2 separate regions of the Sus scrofa genome follow, and region 2 is linked to region 1. A link is a contact called in public HiChIP or PLAC-seq data. All regions are on one chromosome and are shown on one strand. Each heading gives the region's core, a stretch centred on a gene start, on an enhancer-like site or on the middle of the called end of the contact. The rest is flanking DNA. Distances are from core to core; before and after follow the strand shown.

The links. HiChIP or PLAC-seq counts read pairs in DNA pulled down with a chosen protein or histone mark.
Region 2: a contact with region 1 is called in an H3K27ac HiChIP or PLAC-seq map of alveolar macrophages. The contact joins two enhancer-like sites. A contact is called at or near these places in 6 of 47 Hi-C or Micro-C datasets (embryonic fibroblasts, fetal skeletal muscle, heart right ventricle and 3 more) and 1 of 2 datasets of contacts at active chromatin or transcription factors (alveolar macrophages).

The regions. Positions count from the first base shown.
Region 1 is chr13:151,624,091-151,630,641 of Sscrofa11.1, reverse strand. All of the region lies in intron 2 of LOC106505818 (a long non-coding RNA gene), which reads right to left. Among named protein-coding and RNA genes, the nearest start is that of CD47, 200 kb to the right of the region's middle. Within about 2 kb of position 4,136, at least 4 of the 83 cell types and tissues checked have an H3K27ac peak or open chromatin away from gene starts, as enhancers often do. A contact at or near this core is called in alveolar macrophages, where this site is marked.
Region 2 is chr13:152,293,224-152,299,774 of Sscrofa11.1, reverse strand. No RefSeq gene overlaps it. Among named protein-coding and RNA genes, the nearest start is that of CCDC54, 140 kb to the right of the region's middle. Within about 2 kb of position 3,919, at least 49 of the 83 cell types and tissues checked have an H3K27ac peak or open chromatin away from gene starts, as enhancers often do. A contact at or near this core is called in alveolar macrophages, where this site is marked.

The DNA.
Region 1 (6,551 bases), core at 2,887-5,386:
TCTTCTTTCTCCCAGGCTATGGGTTGTGTTAGGTCTTCTCTATATGTCTTCTCATTCTGACACTCTGGGTGAGGAAGTAACCACCACCTGGCCCTTGCTATTTCCATGGCTGTGGACGGAAACTCAAGGGAAGAAGAGCCAAACCATGCACATGATTTTGCTTCTGGTTTGAGGTGCTGTATGTCAGGTTTGCTCACATTCCATTATTCAAAGGCATCTCATGACCAAGTCCAAAGTCACTGGGACATGCCAGGAGATCTGGACTAGCCTGGAGGGGAGATGAATGATTATAAAGAAATAGATGTTATACAGTTTGTTAGTTTATTGGTGATGTGACAGTCAAGTCACAAAGGCTCAAAAGAGTAGCCTTTATGACTTTCAATCCTATGTTTTTACTATCTGGAGTTGTAATTTAATATAAAAAGAAACCTGATTAACTATGTATTTTAAGGTATTATGTGTCAAGGAAAGGCAAAGTGAATATTTGACACTTTCTCTTTAATTTGCTTATTACCAAAATACAGTTTTTTTCCTACTGTCTTTCAAAGTGACCACGAGTACTTTGAAGTTGGAGGGGTCTCACTGTAACCTTATGGACTGACACATATTTGATGTATTTCATTCTATTGAAGCTGATGTTATCCTTATTAAATGGTCATGTCATTGAACCATGGGAGCCTATTCAAGTTCCTTTGGACATGACTCTGGGGTTGGGGCACACTTTCCTTGTTTTCTGGTATAAGATGTTTCAGGCTTGTCTTATACATTTTTTGCCCCACACTTGGAATCTGACATTTCTCCAAGAAACTTGTTTTTCTTAGAAGAAAAATGGTATTTAGAGCTTATAATCTTGGCACTAAAAGTGTTCTTTGCTATTGGGTTAGTCATTGTTTCTAGTGTACAGACTTTTTAAAAAGGTGTTTTGCTTTTAGATAAAAATACATTGTGAGTTCATATCAATACTTCCAATTAAAACTCAGGGTTTTTGCTTATTGGCTCACATACCCACATCTAATCCTGACACAAATGGTTAAAATATAATATGAGAACCAGGAAAAAGTAAACACTGAATGTAATATTTTGATATCAAGAAAGTATTACTATTTTTAAGCATGATAATATTATATAATTATATTTTTGAAAGAATCTCCATGTCCTCTAGAGAGATATACATCCTGAAGTATTTATAGATGAAATGCCATTTTACATTGGATTTGCTTCAGGAGAATCTAAGAGTTGGGTGGGAGAAGTGGACCATATATGAATGAAAGAAAACTGGTCATGAGCTGGTAATTGTTGTTATCAGGGTGATGCGTACATGGAGGCTTATTACTTTGGACTCTATATTTTCATAATTAAAAATTTTTTTTTGTTTGGTAAATGGGTATCCATGCTATGGTGGGTGACAGTTAATATTTTAGATTTTTTGTTGTTGCTGTTTGTTGGTTTAGATTTCAAATATCTAACATAAATAAATTTGTGCTTGTGATTTTTTTTTTTGGTAAAAAAATAAATAAAATATTTTTTAAAATTTTAATAATACATTTTTAAAAAGATGCACTAGAAGAATATTTATGACCTGGGACAACGTTTACATTATATAATTGAGTGAAAAGGTTGGTATGCTTTTATAAAAAAACCCTGAATTTATAGAAGGAAAAAAAAACTATATGCATATATATATATTGAAGACTACAAGGGCTGACCATAAGTGATGTAATGGATGGTCCCCTCCTTGTTATAGATTATTTCCATTTTAGTCTTTGTGTTTTTCTGTATATTCTAATTTTCCAGTGAAGACATATACTGTTTTCATAATCAGACAGCAAGATAAATGCTCTTCACTAAGTGACTTTAAAACAATGGCTACTTCACTGCCTTGTTTGTATGCTTTTATGATAATGGCATCACCCATTTTCAAGCCATTACCAAATGCTGTGAGATTGTAGCTGCCTGAAAGCCTGTGCCCTCTCCTCTCCTCCTGTCATCTTCTTCCAAGCTTCATCTTCCCTTCTTTGTTCCACTGTTGGATGTCCAGAGCCATAAAAGCCAGGACCTTAGTGCAAAGTGGGAAAGAATGCAACTTTACTTCTCCCTGCTCAGTGATTTTTCTCTGTTCCTTATCTGGCTAAATTATTTTTCTTTTTCTTTCTTTCTTTTTTTTTTTTTTTTTTTTTTTTTTTTTTTAGCGCAGCATTCACAGCATAGGAAGTTCCCAGGCTAGGGGTCGAATCAGAGCTACCACTGCTGGCCCTCACCACAGCCACAGCAATGCAGGATCGAAGATGCGTCTGTGACCTACACCACAGCTCAGGGCACTGCTGGATCCCTGACTTACTGAGTGAGGCCAGGGATTGAACCAGTATCCTCATGGATACGAGTCGGATTCTTTTCTGCTGCACCACAATGGGAACTCCCTAAATTTTTTAAAAAAGACTATTCTTTTAGAAAAATTTTAGAGCAATTCACAGTAGAATCAAGAGGGAGGTATAGCGATTTCCAATATCCTTCCTGCCTCCCTATCATCAACATCCCCTAACCAAAATAATGCTTTTGTTACAATTGATGAACCTATACTGACACATTATAATCATCCAAAGTCCATGGTTTAACTTAAATTTTGTTGTTGGTGTTGTACATTCTATGGGCTTGGTTAAAGTTAAACAAGACATGTATCCATCATTATAGAATCATACAGACTATTTTCACTGCCTGAAAAATCCTTTGTGCTTTTCCTATTCTTCCTCCCACCCCCATCCCAAACCCCTAGCAACCACTGATTTGTTTACTGTCTCCATAGTTTTGCCTTTTCCGGAATGTCATGTGGTTGGAAGCAGGCAGAATATAGCCTTTTCACTTCCTTTCACTTAGTAATTTGCATTTAAGTTTCCTTCATATCATTTCATGGCTTGATAAATACATTTCTTTTTAGCATTGAATAATATTCCATTGTCTGGCTTAATTTCTTTTTCATCTCTAGCTTTCTTATGTATATCTTATAATTTTACTAATAATTTAATAAGACTACATGGCATTTATAGAGCTTATGCTAAGTGCTGGGCATTTTGCTAGTTACTTGACATACATTAACTTATTTAGTCCTCAAAACAACCTTAGGATTTAAGAATTCCTTCTAATCCCTACAACTCTGCAACATAGAGATTTCTATCCAAGTTGAATGGGCACAGCTCAGAGACAGCTTACAAAACTTGTCTAGCCACAAATTCATGTCTCTCTGGGTCCAAAGTTCATAGCCTTCCCACTCTTTCCTGTTGCCTTCTTTTAAGTAGAAAGAAAGGGAGTTCCCATTGTGGCATAGCAGAAACAAATTCAACTAGTATCCATGAGGATGTGAGTTTGATCCCTGGCCTCGCTCAGTAGGTGGGAGATCTGGTGTTCCTGTGAGCTGTGGTGTAGATCGGCAGCTGCAGTTTTGATTTGCCCTCTAGCCTGGAAACTTCCATATGTCGTGGGTACAGCCCCCAAAATGAAATGAAATGAAATAAAATAAAATAAAACGGAGTTCCTGTTGTGGCTCAGTGGGTTAAGAATCTGGCTAGTATCCATGAGGATGCGGATTTGATCCCTGGTCTTGCTCAGGGTTAAAGGATCCGGTGTTGCCATGGACTGTCGTATAGGTTGAGGGTGCATTGGTTTGGCTGTAGTGTAAGCTAGCAGCTGCAGCTCTGATTTGACCCTTAGCCTGAGAACTTCCATATCCCTAAAAAGCAAAAAGAAAAAAGAAAAAGAAAAAAAGAAAAGATAAGAAGGAAAGGAATTTCTAAAATTGCCCTAAAATAGAGATTCACAAAACTTCATAGAGGATTTAAAGGGATTTTTATTGTATTTGTTTAATTATTCTGTATTGTATGTGCATTTTATATTGGTTTCATTTCAAAATGCACAATAATAATCACAATAATAAAACTTCAGGGAAGCAGCCTTATCTAGGCAGGATACAGAGAAACAACTGTCTAAGGGGAGCCCTGTACAGAAGGGAGAAGAGCCGCAGGGCCAGGGGGACAGGGAGGAAAGACTCAGAAAGAAAAGAATGACACCCCAGCAAGAAAGGAAACCTGGGCGCCCTGTGGCTGTCCCTTCCTGGGCTTCTGAAAGTAAGCAAAGGAACTAAAGTACATCTGTTTTTCAAGGAAATGTCTGCACATCAACAGTAACATCAACAGCAATGTCATCTTTGGTATAGCGTTGCTTAATGAAAACATGCTTTTTCACATTGTGAAAAAAACAGGAAAGTTCCTCAAACATAAGGCATGCCTTAGAAATTAAAACTAAAATTAAACAGTATTTCTCATGGAGGGCCTTCTGCCAACAAATCGAATCTATCTTTGGTGCTTCCCAAGTCACCCTTTGGGATCATGTGCCCCTTGACCTGCCTCTGATGCCCAAATCTTGCCCAGGTCCCTGCACCCCATGGTAGTTACCGCCAGGGCCAGCCCCTCTGCAGCCCACAGCCTGGGCCGGACTGAGCCTGGCGGGCGGAAGGATGTTCCCCTTTATCAGAGCACACCTCTCCCTCCTTTAGACTAATCTCGTGCCCTTGCACTCTGTATCAAGCTCTTCGGAACTGTTATCAAATTGTAATCTGATGAACAATGGAGACTTTACCAGTGAGTTACCGTTCCTAGAAAGGTATTCGCATTTTTACAGGAAACTTGGGGAGAAAGTGCTTTAAACCAGAGGAAGGGGCTTAGTCAGGAAGATTTCAGACTTTGGGAGAAGCCCAAACAGGTGATGTTTAGGGGGTAAAAAGAGCCTCATGCCCCCATCAAATCACACTGTGTATGGAGCACAGATGGATGTGAACTCTTTAAACAGTAACAGGTTAGGGCTCTGCTCTATGTGTACATTTTAATTACTTTGAAAGAGCTGGGGGATGGGAAGGGCAGGAGGTAAAGTGGGGAAAGGGAGAGAGGAGGAGGATATGGACAAAAATAGTCAATATGGAAGTAGACACAGAATAATGACTTCTAACTAGTGGAGCTGGGTGGGGGGAGTTTAAGGCCGAATTCATCCTGGAAGTTTTTCTCTTCCCATTGAAAGCTAGGGGGGTCCACAAACCCATTCCACCAAAGCAAGGATAGCGGGTACAGGCATTTTCAGGAAGCTAGAAGCGGACATTCTGAAGAACTTGAGAAAAGATCCTCCTCCTCCAGAGGACAGGAAATTTGCTCAAGTCTATGCAGTAGCCCCTATGTTTCATTCTTGGGGTAAAAAACAAATGAACGAACAAACAAACAACAAAAAGACTTGAAATTTCTGAGCTGTGAATAAAGGCAGATAGGTTCTCTGAAATTTGACTCATCCCTTTTATAAGAACCTGACTCAATCAGCATGAATCGCAGTGGGACATTGGAAAATGTGGACAAATGAAACATTGAGAAAAAGATCAGAAAACAATGTAGCATCTGACCTCAAGACAAAACCATAGTCAAGTCAGACCTGGAAGGCAATGCAATTTTGGGTAATCACTTTTATTCTCATAGCTAAGGCTTACTGAGTCTTTACTATGTTCCAGGAACTACTCTGTTTTATACAGATAACTTCAATTTTACACCAACACTTTGAGGTGGGTACTATTTTTATCCCCATCTGATAGTTAAGTCCTTTGTGACTAAGAACAGATAAGATAATTAAATCTGACCAGAGTCACGTAGCTAGTCAGTGGCAGAGCTAAAATTCAAACCCAGGAAGTCTTAGATCCAGAGTTGGTGTCACACTTGCAAGCAATATTACCCGCCTCCAATAGGAGAAATCCTACCACCCTGGGCCAGCATGGAGGCAAAGGCCATCTACAGTTTCATAACTCTGGATATGGACATCTTTAGCCCCAACCCAGACCCTCCTAGGAATGGTCATGGAATTTCCCTCTCTTTCCTGTTTCTGTTGCTCATCTACATGGGACATTATCAACCCTGGTCCTCCTGGGAATGCAGAGTCTATTCGGTCCTTTTATTACCTCCTCCTGAACCATCTTCCCTTCTCTTCTCCGCTCAAGACCAATGACACATTTCTTGAATACATTCCTATATATTTCTCCTCTATGAAAGAACCACTAGCCTTCCAGGAAGCTAAGTTCTTAAGCGATATTGAAAAGAGGCTGAAGAAGAGGCATGCAGGGTCTCCTTCAAATATGTGGGAGGCCAGGACCTTTCTAACAGGAAGAATCTGAGGTACACCAAGGATATAACTCTGTGTTATTTATAGCTTGTTGTGCATTTAGTGAATGGTTAATAATTCATTTCATTGTTCTGGTTCAATAACCCTCAGCTTTCCTTTTTATTGTTTTCATCAAGTTCCAGGGAAAATAGCATCTTCAGATATTACAGAGGAGAGGTACTGAGCTGGGTTGACCACTCTTTCCCCTGCTGCTGCCCCCACCAGCTGTGGTTTGCAATAAAAATCCTGGTGCCCAGAGAGTGCAGGAAGCAGAAGCTGCGGCACCCTTCCCTGGAGTGGTGCCTAAATAAGGCTTACTCCTAGTTAGATGCCTGAGCATCTGCTGCTTATTCTGCCTGTTAAGAGGTAGGGCA
Region 2 (6,551 bases), core at 2,670-5,169, 670 kb before region 1:
CCTATACGATCCTCTTGACTTCATCCCCTCTGGCCTATCACCTACTATCCTGCACACATATATCAGCCTCCACGCTCTTCTTTGAAAACACACCACACAATCTTGTGCCTCCAGGCCTTATTCTTCTTTCAGTCAGGGTAAGTCTTACCTCACAGATCCAAATAAACTCTTTCCTTCGCCAGCTTTAAGAGTTTGTGCAAATCACATTCTTAGTGAGGCCTTCCTTGGGCACCTATCTAATATGGAAAATTCCCTTCAGCATTTCCTACCCCTCCCTCGTTTATTTCCCTCAACAGTGCCTGCTGTGGTCGAATATGCTATGTATTATATGTAAATGTAACATAAGATGAGCTATCTGGAACCAAAATAGTAAAGTGATAGCGGGCTTAACCCGCCTATTAAAAGGACAAAAAAAAGGTTGATTCCAAATCAAAATCCAACTCTATGCTGCATACAAAAGACAAAGACACATCTGAAGCAAAATAATTCAGATATACTAACAATGAAAGGATGCACAAATGTATACCAAAAAAATACAAATTAAATACAAAGAAAGAATTGAGATGCTGAAATCCAATTAAGTAGAATTCATACCAAAAACCATTACCAAGTCAAAGAGCATTTTATAAGGCTAAAGGCTACAATTCACAGTGAAAATAAAATATTTATGAAAGATATTCAGCAAATAATACAGTAACTTCTTTCATTTAGCAGAAACTACGAGAGTCAAAGAGACTAGAAATACATAAATAACAACAGAATTTAGTACACCTCTCTTAGTTCAAAAACAACAAATGGTACCAAAAAACATTTATAATAATTGGGTCTATTATAGAGATGTGTATTCCTCAGTAAATTACATAAAGAAAAATAGAAATAATTTTACCCATCAAAATGATAAAAGCAGGAAATCATAATAATCAAAACATAAACAAGACTTCCCACCTTGAAATTTAAAATTTTGGGGGAGTTCCCATTGTGGCTTAGTGGTTAATGAATCCGACTAGGAACCATGAGGTTGTGGGTTTGATCCCTGGCTTTGCTCAGTGGGTTAAGGATCCAGCGTTGCCGTGAGCTGTGGTGTAGTGTGGGTTGGAGATGCAGCTCAGATCTGTCGTTGCTGTGGCTCTGGCGTGAGCTACAGCTCCAATTAGACCCCTAGCCTGGGAACCTCCATATGCCACGGGTGTGGCCCTGAAAAAAGACAGAAAGACAAAAAGAAAAAAAAGAAATCTAAAATTTTTAAAAAAGGAAATTTAAAAATTTAAATTTAAATTTAAAATTTAAAAATTTAAAATTTTTCTATTAAACATAGCCTGGCTCAAGAAAAAATAACAACTGATATTAAAATTTTCTAGAAAAAAAAATGAAAGAAAACATGAGATCAGTGTTTACAGGATACTGTTAAAGAATGTTCAGGAAGAGATTCATAGATTTAAATATTTATATCAATAAAAATGAGAAAAATTGAGTTAGACATTATGCTCAAAAAGTTAAAAATTCTTAAGGTTTGCCTTTATTTCCACTTTGAACTTAATTTTCTTTTAAATTAAGCAATCTAATTTTGAAAACAACCTACAACAAATAAACCTAGCTGTATTAACTGCATTTAGCACTTTAACAATTCATTCTAACATTAGTACTGTTATTTTGAAACTATTATACATATTACGGGAAAAAGTAAGCAATTATGTTAATATTATTAGGAACCATGCTTTTCAGCAGAAAAGAAATGCAATGTAAATTAAGCTAAGTAAAAAATTCTATAATCTTTCACTAAAGTTGGAATATCAGCACAAATTTACGATTAACTACTCTTTCTTTGGAAAAACCACATACTTCCTATTACTTGTATTGAAATGCCTGAGAAGTAACAAGTTTTTCAGCCATGAACATCCTTATGTGCACAGATTGTGGTCATAAATACCATTTGCACTGAAAGCAATGAAGACTCCTTTAAGAAATGGCTGATTCTAGGTCTGGAGCAGTAAATGAAACTGTTCTAATGACACTAGAACTCTGAAAGTGTCCAAAAGCAAGGAAGCTATCAAGACATCTGAGGTTGTCAAATGAACACAGAAGCCAGAGACAGGAAATTTGAGCTTTAAAAAGAATAATCACTGGTATTATATAAAAGTATAAATAGAAATGCTGATAAAATCAATGCAAAACCAGAAGCAATAGGAGATTCAATAGGAGAGCAGGATCAAAATTACATATAGAAATCAATGTCTTCATATATTAAGCAATAAACAGTTACAGAGGAAACAGAGATGACCCCATTTACATTACCAATAAAAATGAAAAAATATCCTAGGGGTAAACTTAAAAAGAACTGTGCAAAACTTACACAAGAAAAACTTTAAAGCTTTCTCTAAAGGTGCAAAACTAGGACTTGAATAAAAGGAAAAATAAATCTTGCTAGACAACTGAATAATGTAAAATTATAAATTAATGCCAATTTTGAAACTATTCTTTGTGGAGCCAGATTATACAGTTTGCATGGGAAAAAAAAATAAGCAAGATTACCCAAAAAATAGGAAATCAAAATAAGAAAACAGCAATGAGGCAGGCCTAGCTCTACCAGATATTGGAAATATTATAGTTTCTATAATTGAAACAATGTAAGATTACATGTGAGTAGACAAACAGATCAATGGAAGAAAATAGAAAATACAGATATAGAGCCAAGTACAATGTGGGAATTATGTGATAAAAGTGGCATCTCAAATCACTGGAAGATAAATGGTTGTTCTAAATTTTTTTTTTTTTTTTTTTTTTGTCTTTTTGCTATCCGTACGCCAGAGCCACAGCAACGCAGGATCTGAGCCGCATCTGCGACCTACACCACAGCTCACGGCAACACCGGATCATTAACCCACTGAGCAAGAGCAGGGACAGAACCTGTAACCTCATGGTTCCTAGTCGGATTCGTTCACCACTGCACCACGACGGGAACTCCCGGTTGTTCTAAAATTTAAAAAAAAAAAAAAAAAAAAAAGATACAACATCACCTAAGTGGAATTCCAGCCAAAACCAAAACAAACAAAAACTTCAATGTGAATTTTACAAGGAGGATCAATATGAGTATCCAAATTGAAGGATATTTTGGAAAACCACTGGCCTGAACTTTCCCAAAAAGCCACTGCCAGAAAACAAACCAAAAATGCCGAGGAAGTAATCTAAATTGAAGGAAACTAAAGGGACTTGCTAACAAAAATCAATACGCGATTCTTGTTAAATCCTGGATTTTTATATTTTACAAACAACACTAGGGTAAGCAAAGATTTGGGCTGGTGTGGGGGAGGGGCGATCAGAAATTCTAACATGGACTGTATATAAAGCATAGTAATGTAATAAGATTTAATGGATTCCGACTCCTTATGACTGATACAATTCCTAAGACACAGCACTGTGACCCTACAGTTCAGTAGTCCTCAACTGGAGTCACTTCGCCCTGCCTTCCACCTCACATTTTTGACAGTGTCTGAAAACATTTTTTGGTTGTCATAGTTGGGGAGGAAAGGGAAGGTTATTACTGGCATCTACTATGTAGAGGTCGAGAGTGCAACTAAGCATTGGAAATGCACAAGACAGTCCCCCTAACCTCACAACATAGAATCGTCCTCCCCCAAATCAATAGCGTCGCGACAGAGAAACCGTGATGTAGCAGAAGCTTTCATTCTTAGGAGATAGTACTGAGATATTGGCTGAATTAAATTGTCTTTTGCGCAGATCAAATATCGGTAATATTTAAGGGTGAAGGGTTATGGTGTTCACTACTAACTCTCAAAATTGTTCAGCAAAAGACGCAGTACAAGTTCTTCCGCCCTGCTTCCCCCCGCCCTCGGTACCCAAACAGGGTCGCTCCCCCCGCCCCCCTGCGGACTGACCCGCGGAGCCTGCGCGGTGGGAGGATCTTGCGAGCACAGCTGCGCAGGCGCCGGGCAGCAGCCGCACCCACGCGGCGCTTCTCCAAAAGTTACAGATGCGCGAGCCGACCTCGCAGTTCCCGCGGCTCTCTACAGCAGAGAAGAGAAGAGAAAACGCGGCAGGGCGCTCTGTTGGCTTCTCCAGGAGTGACTGTGCTGCTTTCCAAGATGAAACCTCCCTTCCTTTGCAGTTCGCTGAGAGCTTCAGTGACCCTCGCTCATCCTTTGGAGCCCTCTGCCAGGACGAGCCAGTTGTGTGTGGCTACTGGTGCCTGACCATTCCTATCCTGGCTGGAGTCTCCAGAGGTGAGTTTTTACTCTCTCCTCAGTGGATTCTGACTTCCTGTGTCTGACGAGCCTGGGCAGTACCACATCTCCTGATACCACTGAGCAAAAGTGCCCCTGCGGACCCATTCCACACCCAGCTCCTCCAAGAGCTTACCCAGGTAACATTTTAAAATACCTTAAAATTTTATCAGCCTAGAGTTTCTTAATCAAGGAGTTGGCAGAGTTTTTCTGTAAAAATCCAAGTAAAAAATATTTTAGGATTTGCAGTCCAGGAACAGCCTCTGTCGCTTGTCTTTTGTTTGTTTGTTTTGTTTTGTTTTTAACAACCTCATAAAAATTAAAAAACAAAACACTTAGCTTCTGGCTTCACAAAAACATGGGGAGTTACAGTAATTAGACTACAGTCTTTCAATTTATTCAGCATGGAGGTAGGGTGGTCCCTGGTCTGACTACAGTTTTGCAGGACCCTGGTTCCAGGAGGACTACAACCCTGCCCTGGCCACTCTCCCCCTTCTTTACTGGGATTGTAACCCCCTACCCCTCGGGTTTACAGGGCCCCACCTACTGATGGTCCCTACCCCAGCACTTCTCTTCTTCCCTACTGAAAGACCGGGCCCGTTTTTTGAGTTCCTGGCAAGGCTGCCCAGAAGCCCCCAGATCTCTACTCTAAAATGGCAATCCCTTCCTATCTGAAAGCAAAAACCAAAGTCCTTACATTGTGACTAAATTAGTATTAAACCTAATACAAGATCTAACACAATTGTATTTTTATAGCATTTTTTTCTACTGATAAAGGTAATGTATGTCCACTATAGTAATTGGAAAATACTGAAAATTGTATACCAGAAAATAAAGATTCAGCATCATCCCAATCCACAAAAACTATCAAAATGTTTATGTGTTCTTTTAGTCTTTCTTTTCAATCCTTACTAATAGGACAACTTACTGAACTGGATTTCTGAAAAATGTTTAATAAACTTTTGTTGAAGTACAAAATCCAGAAAAGTAGTCAAACTGTAAATGTACAGTTCAAGAAACTTACACAGACTAACACAAACATACCCTTGCAGCCACCACCCAGATCAAGAAATAGAGCATTGCCTAGCTCTTCCAGCCCCCTTCCCGGTTAGAGGCACCTTCTCAAATATAACCATTGTCTTATCCTTGATACATAGATTAGTTTTGTCTTTTCTTTAATTTCACATGAAATGCATTATTCAAAAATACTATCTGTAGTATTTTTATTTCATTCCATATTACATTTGAGATTCATCCATTATTGTTACATGTAACAGGTCTGTACTTTATTTTATGCTGCATGGCATTTAATTGTATGACTATACTGCAATTAATCATTTATACTGTTTTTTTCAATTTCAGCTATATTGAAATATAGTTAGTTCACAGACAGTTTTCATCCACTTAAAATGTGAAGTTTGTTTCTTTAGTATTTTCATAGGTAAGTGCAACCTTTGTCAGACAGTCAATTTTAGAACATTTCATTACCTCAAAACAACTCCTTACTCTTTGGTTATCAAATTGCCCATTTATGGACTATGCAACCTTAGTCCTAGCAACCATAGTCCATAAATTGCCTATTCTCTACAGTTTACAAAATGGAATCAAATGTCTTTTGTAATTAGTCCCTTGTACTGATACTGGATATTCATATTATTTCCAGGTTTGGGGCTATTGCAAATAATACTGCTATGAACATTATTATACTTATCAGTATATTTTATGTATCTAAAGATATATATGTATCACATAGATACATATTTCTATTAGGATATATACCTAAAAGTAGAAGTGCTCTGACATAGGTTATGTTTATGGTTAGCTATAGTTGATAGTACAAAAACAGGTTTTCAAATTTACATTCCCATCAGCAGTGTAATGAGAGTCTTCATTGTTTAAACCCTCACCAACATTTGGTGGTTGTATGGTTTCAATTTACACTTCTCTGATGACTAATGAAAAAGAGCATATTTTCATGTAATTATTAGTCATTTGAATATCCTCTTTAGTAAAATGACTTTGAAGTCTTTTTTCCGTTTTTAGAGAGGTTATTTGTCTTTTTCAATTTGATTTCTATATGCCAGACGTGAGTCAATTTCATTTATGAGTACTGCAAAAAGCAAACAAACACTTTTCCTAGTCTGTGGCTTATTTTAACCATCTCATTGTTAAATTTTAGTGACTGTAAATTTTAAATTTTTGTTGAAATACAGCTTTTTCATCTTCTTTTATGGTTAGTGCCTTTGCTATCCTAAAAAACCATTGCCAACAAGGACCTTCTTCTATTTTACTATTTAAAATAGATTCATTGTT